Linked DNA regions of Sus scrofa: regions 1 and 2 are each linked to region 3. The links are chromatin contacts, called in public Hi-C and promoter capture Hi-C maps. All regions are on one chromosome and are shown on one strand. The core of a region is the stretch at or near the end of the contact, and the rest is flanking DNA. Distances in the headings are between cores, read along the strand shown.

What was found. Promoter capture Hi-C pulls out the DNA fragments that hold promoters and counts their contacts. A called contact is a pair of places that touch in the nucleus more often than the background predicts.
Region 1: a Hi-C map of embryonic fibroblasts shows a contact between it and region 3, with 4 times the contacts expected there. The contact joins the enhancer-like site here to the promoter of FNDC3A in region 3. A contact is called at or near these places in 17 of 47 Hi-C or Micro-C datasets (adipocytes, alveolar macrophages, brain and 11 more) and 2 of 2 datasets of contacts at active chromatin or transcription factors (alveolar macrophages and skeletal muscle).
Region 2: a contact with region 3 is called in a promoter capture Hi-C map of liver, with 4 times the contacts expected there. The contact joins the promoter of CDADC1 here to the promoter of FNDC3A in region 3. A contact is called at or near these places in 2 of 5 promoter capture datasets (fetal liver and liver), 2 of 47 Hi-C or Micro-C datasets (heart right ventricle and liver) and 2 of 2 datasets of contacts at active chromatin or transcription factors (alveolar macrophages and skeletal muscle).

Annotation. Positions count from the first base shown.
Region 1 is chr11:18,942,245-18,946,361 of Sscrofa11.1, forward strand. No RefSeq gene overlaps it. Among named protein-coding and RNA genes, the nearest start is that of CYSLTR2, 67 kb to the right of the region's middle. Within about 2 kb of position 2,782, at least 8 of the 83 cell types and tissues checked have an H3K27ac peak or open chromatin away from gene starts, as enhancers often do. A contact at or near this core is called in alveolar macrophages and embryonic fibroblasts, where this site is marked.
Region 2 is chr11:18,515,859-18,519,857 of Sscrofa11.1, forward strand. It overlaps CDADC1 (cytidine and dCMP deaminase domain-containing protein 1), which reads right to left and starts at 2,279. Exons shown (of 10, transcript XM_003357836.4): 1 at 2,066-2,279; 2 at 1,235-1,332. The coding sequence starts at 2,147.
Region 3 is chr11:18,755,567-18,759,697 of Sscrofa11.1, forward strand. FNDC3A (fibronectin type-III domain-containing protein 3A) reads right to left here and starts at 2,176. Exons shown (of 26, transcript XM_021065328.1): 1 at 2,049-2,176.

The sequences.
Region 1 (4,117 bases), core at 1,532-4,031, 190 kb after region 3:
GGGATCCAGTTGCTGAAGGACCTGCCATGCCCTGCTAATACACTTGAACTTTATTTTTTGAACAGTGAAGGCCAATGGAGTTTTTAAATCAGGAAGTGACAAGCTCAGTTTTGATTCTGCCTGAACAAATTACTTTCAGGGAGCAATCTCGGCTCAGTTAATATTCTTATTTCTCTTTGCCCACTGCAGCTATGTCACCCTTCATCAAATCATTCATTCATTATTTTTTTCCCCCAGCAAACGTTTACTGCTTGGTATGAGCAATGTCCTGTGTAAGAGGAATGGAGAACAAACAGGAGCAAAAGACACTCCTTGCTTTAAATGAGCTTGGCTAATCTGGGGTTCAAAAGTGACAAACAGAAAGGGCTGTGAGCGAAATCCTGCCCCGGGGTCTCTGGCTCCTGTAAACCTTTCTCTCCATCACGACACCCACTCCTGTTCCACAGATGGAATCCCCTAAAGCGCACTTCCCTGCTTGACGTCATTCTCTCCCAAAAGAATCCGTCATCAGGATTGTCACTGCCGTCGTCATCCTCGGCATCATCCCGTCATCCTCACCCAACAGCGGAAGCTGACATTTATCTCGCGCTTTCCGGTGTGCAGATCACTCTGATATACACTCTCTCATTTAATCCTTACAAGAACTCCACCTCGCAGACGAAAAACCAAACCAAACCAAAACACCAGGTTCTGAGAACGTCAGGTACTCAGGCCTGAAATCCAGCCTCGCCGAATAGAGAGAATTAAGAAACTGGACACACCCCGCTTGCAGGTTTTCTACCCTGACGTTTCCCACTTTGTTTCTCTCTCTGGACGACAGATATTTTCTGAGCATCTGTGATGTTTCAGACGTGGCCTCAGCAGATGGAATGGTGGAGAAAACACACAGCGTCCGCTTTCTGGGAACTCAGTAGAGCTTCTGGTCTAGCTTGCGAGGGGCTCTCCCTTCCGCTGCTGTTCCTGATGAACTGGAGAGAGAGGCTTTCCTCTCAATTGGTCCAAGGACAGAACGGGAACCCTGCTAGCGTCTCTCCACCTCTGCAGCAGCCCCCTCTTTAGCCGGTGTGTGTGTTTCCTCCTGACTGAGCACAAACATGTTGGATCCTGCTGTTCTTGTCCTTGTCCTGCCTCGCTAGCTACGAGATAGTGGCCTCTCCTCGCTGGCAGGAGAGGTTAAGCTGCCTGACCCTCAGATAGCCTAACTGTTCTAGGTTAACAGGCAGAAGCCCTCAGAAAATCTGTGTCACTTGCCCCTCTCCTCACTACATCCTCCTCTCTGGGACCTGAGCTACCAGAGGCTTGGTCACCCCCAGGGCTATCCCACAGCCAGGGAGTGGAGCCCCACCAAGGGGTGGAGCTCCTACTGGAAGCACCACCGTCAATGGGCTTATCATTCTGCACCAGGAGACCCACCCCTGGGTTTTGCAATATTTTTCTTTACAGATGCCTCCTGGTCAACAGGCTAACCGGCAGCGTTCCAGTTAATTACCCTGCTGTCCCTTGCTCCTTAGCTCGCCTGCACTCCTGCTCTTCCTCCAGGGCTGAGCTGCCCAGAGGGTGCTACATTCTGTAGGTACCCAGTAAACCTTTCCTTATCACTGACATTCTCTGATCCCCCTGGAGATGTCTGCAGGTGACAGCATAGCTCTCTGACTCCAGCCTGTGGGAGGCTTTCTCCCCTGTTATGAAGGTATTATCAGAAACAGGAATAAAGTATTTCTAACCACGGACTAGAACTTTGATCTGAAAGGTCATATTAATGGTAGCCAACCAGGCCTGAATTACCAGACTGCAGTAGGGCTGGCCTAGTGACCTTACACGACAATAGCAGAGGGGATGTGTGGGTGTCTTCTTTGGGGGGGCTCTCGTAGTCACAGCTCATGCTCTCTCGCTTTCTGTTTGATCCATTTATTTACTTTTGGGTGGCTTCTGAAGCTGGGAACTGGGAACAGGATGGCCCTGGACAGCTCCTGAAGGGAAGGTGACACAGGCATTTGTGTGGGTTCAGATTGTGCCTCTGTCTAGTTTTGCACCAAATACTCTGTCCTCCGCCCCCGCCATCCATGGCCTTTGCCAGTTGAGTTAACCTTGGGCACCTGAGAATTTCCATCCTAAACCTATAAACCTAATCTTCCCCCGGTGCAGGGGCGAGGAGTGGGAAGGGAGCTGCTGTCAACAGCAACAAAATGATTTCACACACGGAAAGTGGGAGGGAACCAGGCAAAGCAGAGTGTAACTTCTTGTCTGGAAAATGAACCTTGTAAAGAGACGAAACTCCACACCATAGACAGCAAGCGTGGCGGAAGGTAGGGATGATGAGAAAGGAAGGCAGGATGTGTTTCTTGTTTTAAAATGCAGGTTACTGTATTTCTGATTATGATTACAAGCTCGCTGTGGGAAATTTGGAAAATGCAAAAAGGAACTGCAGAGAAAATACCCATAATAATACAGTATGTAACATTTTGAAATGCTGTGTTTGACTTTTTTCTCAGTCCACAGATAACGCACATCAGACTCCTCTGCTGCTTTTGAACGGGTGGAATATTTTCGATTTTACAGTGGTATCTAGGTGATGACCATCTCTGCTCGCTAAATTATTTTAGAGGAACAAATTACTATTATTAGAGGAACAAATATTCCTCTAAATTATTTCGCGATGGTGCCTTTATTCATGACAGAGAATGAAAACACATCCAGAGGAGGTGAGAGTGGGCCTTTGCGGGAGGTGGACAGAGCAGGGACAACAGAAATGCCAGGCTTCGTGGAGCCCCAGGCAGGGCCTGCGTGCCCTGCGCTGCTTTCTCGCTTGGGCTTGTGCTACTGCAGTTTCAGGGACTGGTTGACCTCATGGCGTAAGAAATCATACAAAAATCTGTGTGATTCGCACTTCCATTCTTTCTTAGCCTGATGTTGTGTGGCAACTGGCCAACACCTTCATTGCCTAAAATGTTATGTAGGTATTGATAAGCTCCACATGCTGCCCAGCCCTTTTCTATCTCAGCAGGGGGCAGGCAGGAAGCTCAAATCGACATTTCCCAGGCTGGCTATACTTCGGCTTCAGGATGTGGTCTGGAGGCTGCCAGTCAGACGCACCTGTGGTAGAACAGGCTTTGGAACTGAACCAGGAGGCAGAGAGGGAGAGAAGGAGGAAGTGGGCATCCATTCTGCATTGCAAATAAGGCTCTCGTTCCATCTGCCCCCCCCCACCCCGAATCCTGTTCCCTCCCCAGCCCAGCCCTGGAGGGAACGAATGTTATCAGACTGCTCTGCAGCCTTCTCTCCTCTTTTCTGCGCATTTTCTGCATTTACGTTATACCGTCTGCTCTATTTTTGTTTTGATTCTCCAGTTTTTTATTGTGATGAAATACATTTATAAAATTTACCATCTCAGTCATTCTTAAGTGAACCATTCAGTCGTATTTCAAGTCATTCATAATATTGTTCACCCATCAGCACCATCCATCTCCAGAACTCCTTCCCTCTTCACACGCTGAAGCTCCATACCTGTTAAACATTCACTCCCCATTCCCCAATCCCTCCACTCCCTGGCAACCATGCTTCTGCCTCCTGTCTCTATGATTTGAGCTATTCTAAGTGCCTCATATAAGAGGAATCATACGGTGTTTGGTGTTTGTCTTTTTGTGGCTGACTTCTTTCACTCAGGGTAATGTGCTGAAGAGTCATCCACATTGTACCATATGTCAGAATTTCCTTCCTTCCTTTTTTCTTTTTTTTTTGGAGGGGGGCTCTGCCTGAAGTATGCGGATGCTCCAGAGCCAACCAGATCCTTAACCCACTGAGCCACCAGGGAACTCCAGAATTTCCTTCCTTTTTAAGGATGAATAATATTCCATTATATTAACATACACATTTTGCTTCTCTCTTTATCCACTGATGGACACTTGGGGTGCTTCCATGTTTTAGCTGTTACGAGTAATGCTACTATGAATACAGGTGTACAAAAGTCTTCAAGACCCTGCTTACAGGGTATCAGTGAGCTAAGATTTGTAATACTTAGCACGGTCCCTGGCCCATCATAAGTGAGGATGATTGTCGGCTCTTATTTCTCCTACTCTACCCCTCTAAGCTCATCTGTAGATGGGTTATTCTATTAAAG
Region 2 (3,999 bases), core at 1,029-3,528, 240 kb before region 3:
CTCGGATCCCACGTTGCTGTGGCTCTGGCGTAGGCCGGTGGCTACAGCTCCGATTCAACCCCTGGGAACCTCCATATGCCGTGGGAGCGGCCCAAGAAATAGCAAAAAAAAAAAAAAGGAGAGTTTTCTTGTGGCACAGCTGCGTTTTCACGGCAGCAGCATGAGTCGCTGCTGTGGTGTGGGTTTGATCCCTGGCCCAGGAACTTCCATGCAAATAAATAAATAAATAAACAAAAGATTATTATGAATGACCTCATAAGAGCACTGGGGGAATTTAAAGATTTACAAAAAGTGTGTCTGTGGAAAATCTAAAGCAACCTTTTAGCAGAATTACTGGCAAACTGGAAACTTCAACAAGCCTATGCAGAATATAATTACTACTTTGTAAGTGGAAGAAAAAAATCTTGTGCTTAAAACAAAAGATTGAAGGAAAGTATCCAAATGTCAAAAGCGTAGTGTCAGAATGGTGAGAAGCTACAGATAATTTTTCCCTCTTTTTCCCATTTTTAAAAATGTCTGAAATACTTACCTTAGCCTAATAATATTTTCCAAACTTTGAAATCTACTAAACCAAAACGGTGAGAAACAAGCTCCATGTATAAAAGAAACCTAACTCCAAGCATGTAGGAAAATGATGAGAGTGGAGCACCTTGCTGCTCCAAGAACAGAAGAAAGAAAAGATGTACAATGTACATACTTCCAATACACTGGCTTTTATGATGAGCCTTATTTTACATTCCAAATCTGTTTTGATCATCTTTTTTGAGATCCAAAAAAGAGACTCCTTACATGAAGCAAAACCAATTAACATTCATGGATATAAGAGTAGATGCTAAGAGGTATACCAAGTGAAATGAGACATGGTCTCTCTCTTCATCAATTTAGTTTGGTGGAAGAGGGTAAAAAACCACCAAGATGAAACACCAACCATATTCAATTGAGTGATAAATTATGTGGTATAGACAGCAATCTATTTAGCCAAACCAACATAAAAATGCTATCAATATCTGATGAACAGGGCAGTCTGAGAGGGTAATTATTCCATTTTTAGACTGGAAACAGAAGCTATCACAGCTATGAACCACAGGTATCATACTAAACCACAGAGGTATTTTGCAAATTTGAAGGCTTGTTGAGTTTGTTTTTAAGTATAACAGAAACTGGAGCAATAAAATCAAATTCTAGACCGTTGCTTTTCTAAGAAGAAAAAATTACCTAAGGAAACAAATTGTACCTGAGATTTTTGTCTTTGGGTTTCGACTACTGGGAAGAGCTCCATCCAGAGACTGAGCAGAGTGAAAAGGTTGACTTTAGAAAGCCTTGGTATTTCACCTACAAAAGAAAGGGCAAACATCTTAAAGATTTACCAACGATGAAAATAAGAACTAAGCTCAATGCTACTTGGGTGCTGAAGTCCTAGTTCAGCTGTTTTAACAGGAGGCAGAGAAAAAGGATTTGTGTACTGGAAAATCAAAGTGCTTTCTTAGCAGGAGACTGGTATCAACCGCCTTGCCAGCAATCTCCTGTGGCGCTTTCAAAAGTTGGACCCTGTCACCCGGCAGAAAAAAAAAAATAGTATAACTCATCAAGGTAGCTATGGAAACAATCCAAAAGAAGTTATGAAAATTCCTAGCATCTGATGTCATCGTGGAGCAAGTTTTACTTTGGATTGTGATGAGACGTTGCAACAAGGGCCGCAGTTAGAACACAGAACTAAAAATACGGTGACCTTTGAAGGTAAAGCAGTTGAAATACAGGAAAGTGTCCCGTGCGGTTAATTTTGATACCAAGTCAAAAACAAGGTTGGGGGAATTTTCAGGCTCGTCGATCCCCGTAGATCCCACCTCCAGATCCTGGAGGAAGAGTAAAGGGGGGCAGTGAGCGCAACTTCAAAATCCTGTGCAGCGGGGCCAAGGAATCCCGGTGACTGAGAGAGAGACGCGCCCAGGGCGGAGATAGGACACACTGGAATAGAAGGGCAAGCGGGGACTGGAAGTGAAACCGCGGGAGACGCACAGAGGAGAGCGAAAGGCTGGGGGGCGGGAACAAGGTTCGAGGCACTCACCGGTCATGCTGCCAGTCTGGGTGCTGACTGACCGCCCAGCCTCCGCGCTCTCCAGATTTTGCATCTGCCCTGCTTCTTTCATCCCCAGCCTAGCTGTCTCTGCTGTCCAGGAAACCTCTCGCTATTCGGCATGATCTTTGCCCCAGCTACTCCACCTCTCGTCCCCTCCCAGCAACTGTACAGCAACCGCCACCCCGGCGCAGCCCAATGACGTAGGAGCCCGGCCGCCATTTCCGGGCGCCTTGTGTGACGTCACGAGGAAGCGTGGCCGCCGTGGCGCCGCGCCGCTCCTTTCCCGGCGACCGGGTAGATAGGAGACGCTGTGCAGTAAGTCGTTGCAGGCTTGTATTTGACTCTGTTGTTTTGCTGAAGTATGGTTGCTTGAGGATGTCTTGGCTCGAAGTCCCAGGTTGCGCAGGCTCTGACAGGCTGATGAGGGCAGCGCGCGCCTGAGAGTTTGGGTCAGAGAGCGAAGGAGAATTGAAATGGGAACCTGCCCCATCTGTGGTCTGAGAGAATTTGAGGGCGAAGAGGGGTGAGCTGGGCGGTCCAGATTGCTATCCTCTGAGAGCGACCTGTCCTAGGGAATTTAGTGCCGGGGACCACCATAGGGACGCTGTGCTTCTTATTAAACACATGAGGAACTGAGAGTTGGAACCGTAATTGTGGGGAATTGCACAATACGGGGGTAGGAGGAAGTGGCCCCTGGAAAATCTGAGAAGAACGTGGCATTGTGGATTTGTGTCCAGTGCAATTTCTTTTTATTATTTTGTAATTGTCCTAGACGGGACTCAAAATGAAGCCCTTCCTTCCCCTAGTGACTCAGAGCCTGGTTTCCATCACCAACTTGTGCTGTTATCACAACTTGGTATACTTAAATATAGCAAGACAGAAAAACTGCTCAAAGACTATGAAAGCAAAAGCCAACGTTAAAAAGTACATCATCTTGTGGTAGACTCAAGAGAGAATCTAAAGTGTTGATGAGTATGATTATGGTTCATTAATTTTCACTATAATAGTATTCATTGTAGCTATAGATCACCATTTACTTATCCATATTTGAGTCAGAAGACATTTGCACTCTCTCCATCTTTTTGCTGTTACAGACAATGCTGATTAAAACATTTTTGTTGTCGTGGGAGCGGCCCAAGAAATAGCAAAAAGACAAAAAAAAAAAACCCAAAAAAACAAAAAAACCAAAAACATTTTTGTTATGTCTCCTTATGTTCATGTAGAAGAGTTTCTTTAGGGACTAAGGAATAGGATTCTTGGGTTGTCAGGTTTCCCAGCTAAAGCTGAAAAGTTTTCCAGAGAGATTGTTTGCCTACCTGGCTGGCATAAAATGGTTTCTCATGGCTATAATGTCCCCTGATTTCTTCTTGGGTTGATTGTTTCCTCTCTATGAAATACCCATTAACCATTTCTCTATTTTGGTAGTTCTATTTCTTACTCATTTTGTAAGCATTTCTTTCTTTCTTTCTTTTTTTTTTTTTTTTTTTTTTCGGTTGTCCCAGGGCCAGGGACCAGATCCAAGCCACAGTTGTGACCTACATGGTGGCAGCGCTGGGACCTTTAACCCACTGCACCCATTGGATATCGAACCTGTGTCCTAGCTCTACAGAGACACCGCCCACCCTATTTCATCACAGCGGGAACTCCCATAAGCATTCTTTATACATCCTGGGTAGTCCTTCTTGGTTGGGTATGTATGTAGTTAATATCTTCTCCCCATTTGTCACTTGCTTTTTCACTTTTTTTCCTTGGCTTTTTTAGGGCCAAGGAGGCACATGGAGGTTCCCAGACTAGGGGTCAGATCAGAGCTGTAGACTGGCAGCTGTAGCTCTGATTTGACCCCCAGCCTGGGAACTCTTATATGCTGCAGGTGTGGCCCTAAAAAGTTAAAAAAAAAAAAAAAAAGATATCTTTTCTATTTC
Region 3 (4,131 bases), core at 926-3,425:
AGTTCAACTTTTGTTATTTCATTCTTATAATACAGAAAAAACAGATCAACTTTGCTTTCAAGAACTAAAAACACAGACCACAAGAAGCAAAATAACTATGCTGCTGTTTTAAAAGTCCACAGTCTACACATACGTGAGGATAATACAGTTAAAAAAAAATTCTGTCAGCCTGGTATTCTTAGTTAATAGATGCTTAGACACAAAGGTGTCCAAAGGAACTTGCATGAAATTTCACAAAAGAAAATCTCGGATTTTCGATTCTTAGCACCCCAGTAACCATTATACCTCCTCCTCCCACACACACACACATACACACACACACACACACACACACACACACAAATCCTCAAGGCTTCTAACGCTAACAGTAAATAAAAGAACGATTAACGACTACATTAATTAAAACCGCCGTCGTTCTGCCCGCGATTTTATGGCTAAATTATGTGTTCATTTTCCTTTACCTAACGCATGACGTCCTTCCACAGCCGTGTCAAAAGTTCAAAGATCCAGGTTGTTAAACAGGGCGAGGACTGCGGCCAGGAGTCCACCCCCGGCTGAACAGGTGGCTAACTCCGCCGGCTGGAGGAACAGCCAGGTACTGGCACCAGCCAAACAAGATCAAACACACAGGGGCGGGTTTCGAGGTTTTAACCCCAACGGGAGCGGGGGAAACTCTTCGGAGGAGCGTTCAAGTTCGGCGGCTGCCGCGCAGCCAAAGCCGAAGCGCGGCGGCCTCTCGGCGATCCTCCCGGGAGGGCTCCGCACTCGACCCCCGCGCCGCCCGCAGCGGCGCAGCTCGCCGCGGGCCGCGGGCCAGGGGGCCAGGGGGGCGGAGGGAGGGCCGAGGGAGGGCCGCCCGCGCCCCTGCGCCGCCTCCTCGGGCTGGTGGCCGGGCCGCAGCCGCGCCCCCGCGAGCGCCTCCCGGCGAGACTCGGACCCGGCAGGTGCCCCACGAGCGGACGAGTCTCGCCCGCGGCCCACTCCCGTCGGCCCAGCGCGCGCCCACAGGACGGGGTGGGCCGGGCCCCTCGACGGGCCCGAGCCCCGCTCGGCGTCCCGGCCGCTCAGATCCAGCCTAACGGTTTCCCAGGTGCCTGCTCCGGGGCGGGACGGAACCCGGACCCGGACCGGAGCCGGGACGGCGTGGTCTCCCCCGCCTTTCCCGAAGGGAGCGCCCGCGCTCTCACCTCCGAGTCCAGCCGCTCTGAGGCGGAGGAAGGCGGCTACCCCGGCGCCTCTTCTTCGGGTTCCTGATCGTTCTCGCTCTACCTCAGCAGCAGAGCCAGCTCTCGGCGCCGCCGCGGCCGCCGGCGCACTGACTGTTGGGGTGGTTTCCCGGCAGTGACGGCGCCGCCTCAGCCCCGCTCTTCGCTCCCTCTCCGCGTAGCTCCCGCTTTCTGTTTCACCCGAGGGACCACGAACGCCGCCGCCGCCATGCTTACTACGGAGCCGGGAGGAGGAGCCCGGAGTCTGCGCGCCGAGTGCGGCTGCGCGAGTCCCGCCGACGGCGCCTCCAGCCGGCCGGGTCCCCCCGGTGCCCGCCTCAGGCCGGCCGCCCCGCGGGTCTCTCCCGGGAGCGCGAGGACGCCGCGGAGCCGCGGGTGCGGGACGACCGCGTACCCCTCACTGCTGCCGCAGCGCCCACCGCGCTCCCGGGGCTCCGGGCTCTCTCCAGAGGCCCGGCAGCGCCCGGGTCGTCGTAGTCTCCGCCGCGGCCAGGCTGGGAGCGACACTGGGGAAATGAGTTAATTGATGTTCTGGGGACCACTCACACAATTCTCAGTCACAATTATAAAAAGCTCACCCTGAGGCGCGCCGGGTCAGCCTCTTTCCGAAAGCACAAAACTTAACGCCGGCAGGTGCTTTTAAAGACACTCCCCCAAGGAACAGGAAGCCAACCGAAGTGGGCTTGGATGTTTTCAATCCCAAACACTTAGAGCCCGAGATCTCCGCAGCCAGAGGAAATGTTTAGAAATTTACTTCAGTTGAAAAAGTGAGGGTTAATTTCTCGGTCTCGTCCCCACTCAAATCGCGCGGAAACCCATTACCTTCGTTTGTACAACAGCCCGAAGATTAACAAGTGAACGCAGCCGAGATTTCCTTGCACCTCCAGCAACTGGGGGCGCTGCAATAATGTCTGAGGGCTGGTCAGGGCTGCTTCCTTTTGCGGTTTCCACTTGGAGGACTTGGGATGGGGATAGGCCTTGGGATCGAGAGTCCAACTTCAGGAACTGTCCCTTCAAAAACAATTGACCGATGTAACCAGGCTCCTTGCTCTGGCTTTATTTCAGTTCATTAATTGCGCTGCCTTTAAAAACAGCAGTGCTTTTATTTTCACCTTTTCACAGAAATCCTTTTAAAATGCGCATATTCCTTATCTTAAGAAATACAATGGTTAATGAAATCCTTTGTTGATGAGTGACGGTCAAACGGTCAAACGCGATACCTTGGCCCTATGTTTAAGTCCCAAGGGATTGCGGAGGTATCGAGATCTTTACTTAGGTAATCTCTTTTTTCTCTTTGGAATGTTCTCATCACCTTTTCTAATATCTGTCGCTGCTTCTCATCTCAATTGCCTCTTGATCCACTCATAACCTTCCTCTCATCCTTTCAACTTTACTGTTTGTTTTTTACTCTTTTCTCCTTTCTTGACTGCTTTTCTCTATGGCTCTGGGTGATAATTGATCAGATGTTTATATCCACAGCCAGCCAATGAGAGATTTCTTTTCTTCCCAAGAGTAAATAGGATGGTGATTCTATATACCAAGTGGTACCTAGAGATATTTTCTTTGCTGTTCACTTTCAAAAGTTCTTTTCCTTGCAGAGGTGTTTCCTTTTCTTAACTTCCAGATCTGGCCCTCTTCCAGACAAAATTCCTGGAAAGCTGATCCCTGAGTAATTGAAGCATAACCATATACTGTTTTAAAATATGAAGATTTATCAGAATGTGGGTGAGTTGGGTGGCTTTTCCATATTGCTGCCCCAGCTCTCTTTGGTTAGAGATTAAGCTATTGGTTTCCAAACTTGACCCTGAGCTGATCATTTTCAAAATTTCTGACTTGGCTGCTTTTAATAAAGATAGAATCTTGCAATCCAGCCCTCAAGATTTTGATTCCTTTGGGGATAAGTAGGACTAAGAAATGGCATTTTTCTAAAAAAATTATATTTTGGGCTTATACATATAAGCACAACAAGAAAAAAACAGCTTTTTTGAAAGAGACTAAGACAATTCAAGAATATCATTGAAGTAGACCTAGATTAGTCAACAATGTGCAATACTGTAAGGTTGAGTCAAGCAAGAACTGGGGAATTTATGTTCTGTGGAGAGAATGAATCACACACATAAATAACCTTCACAAGGGCACCAGTATGAATTCTCTGGGAATCCAAAGAGGGACAAGAATTTACATTGACTTTGAACAAGTCACTTCTCAGAGCTTCATTTTTCTTACCAATAAAATAAGGGTTCTTTTCAATCCTTACTTTTCTTGAGCTCTTGATAATACCCAACACTTTAACCACTTATTTCCTTGAATGATTCTTCTTCCTTTGGCACTATGCCCTCTCAGTACTGCTTCTCTAATTCCCTTGCCGATTCCTTCTCCTCTCTGGCTATTAAATATAGAACTCACAATTCAGTCTAGTTTCTTTTCTGTTTTCATTGTAATCTCTTGGCCTAAACATCATCACCCACCCCAATGGCTTTAGTTATCATCTATATTTTGATGATTTCCATGTATGTGTCTCTAGCCTAGACCCTTACCCTAAATCCCAAATCTGATACCAACAACTTCATAGACATGTTCACTTAAAGTCTCAAAGTTAGAAAGTTAAGTCCAACTTAGTTCATAAACTCTCTTTGTTTTCCTTCCCCCATCTATGCAGCTGTTAAAATCAAACAGGTAGTAGTTATCCCTGATGTCTCCTTCACCCTCATTCACCATATTCATTGCAGCACCAAGTCCTAGCGATTTTGTCTTCACAAATCTCTCAAGTTGGTCCACTTCTTTCCAATAGCCATCAATTTAATTTGGTCTCACTGCATGCAATCTGAACCTTCCACGTATTCTCCATTTTGCAGCTGAAACAATCTTTCTAAGGGCAAGTAAGACTATGCCATATCTCACACAC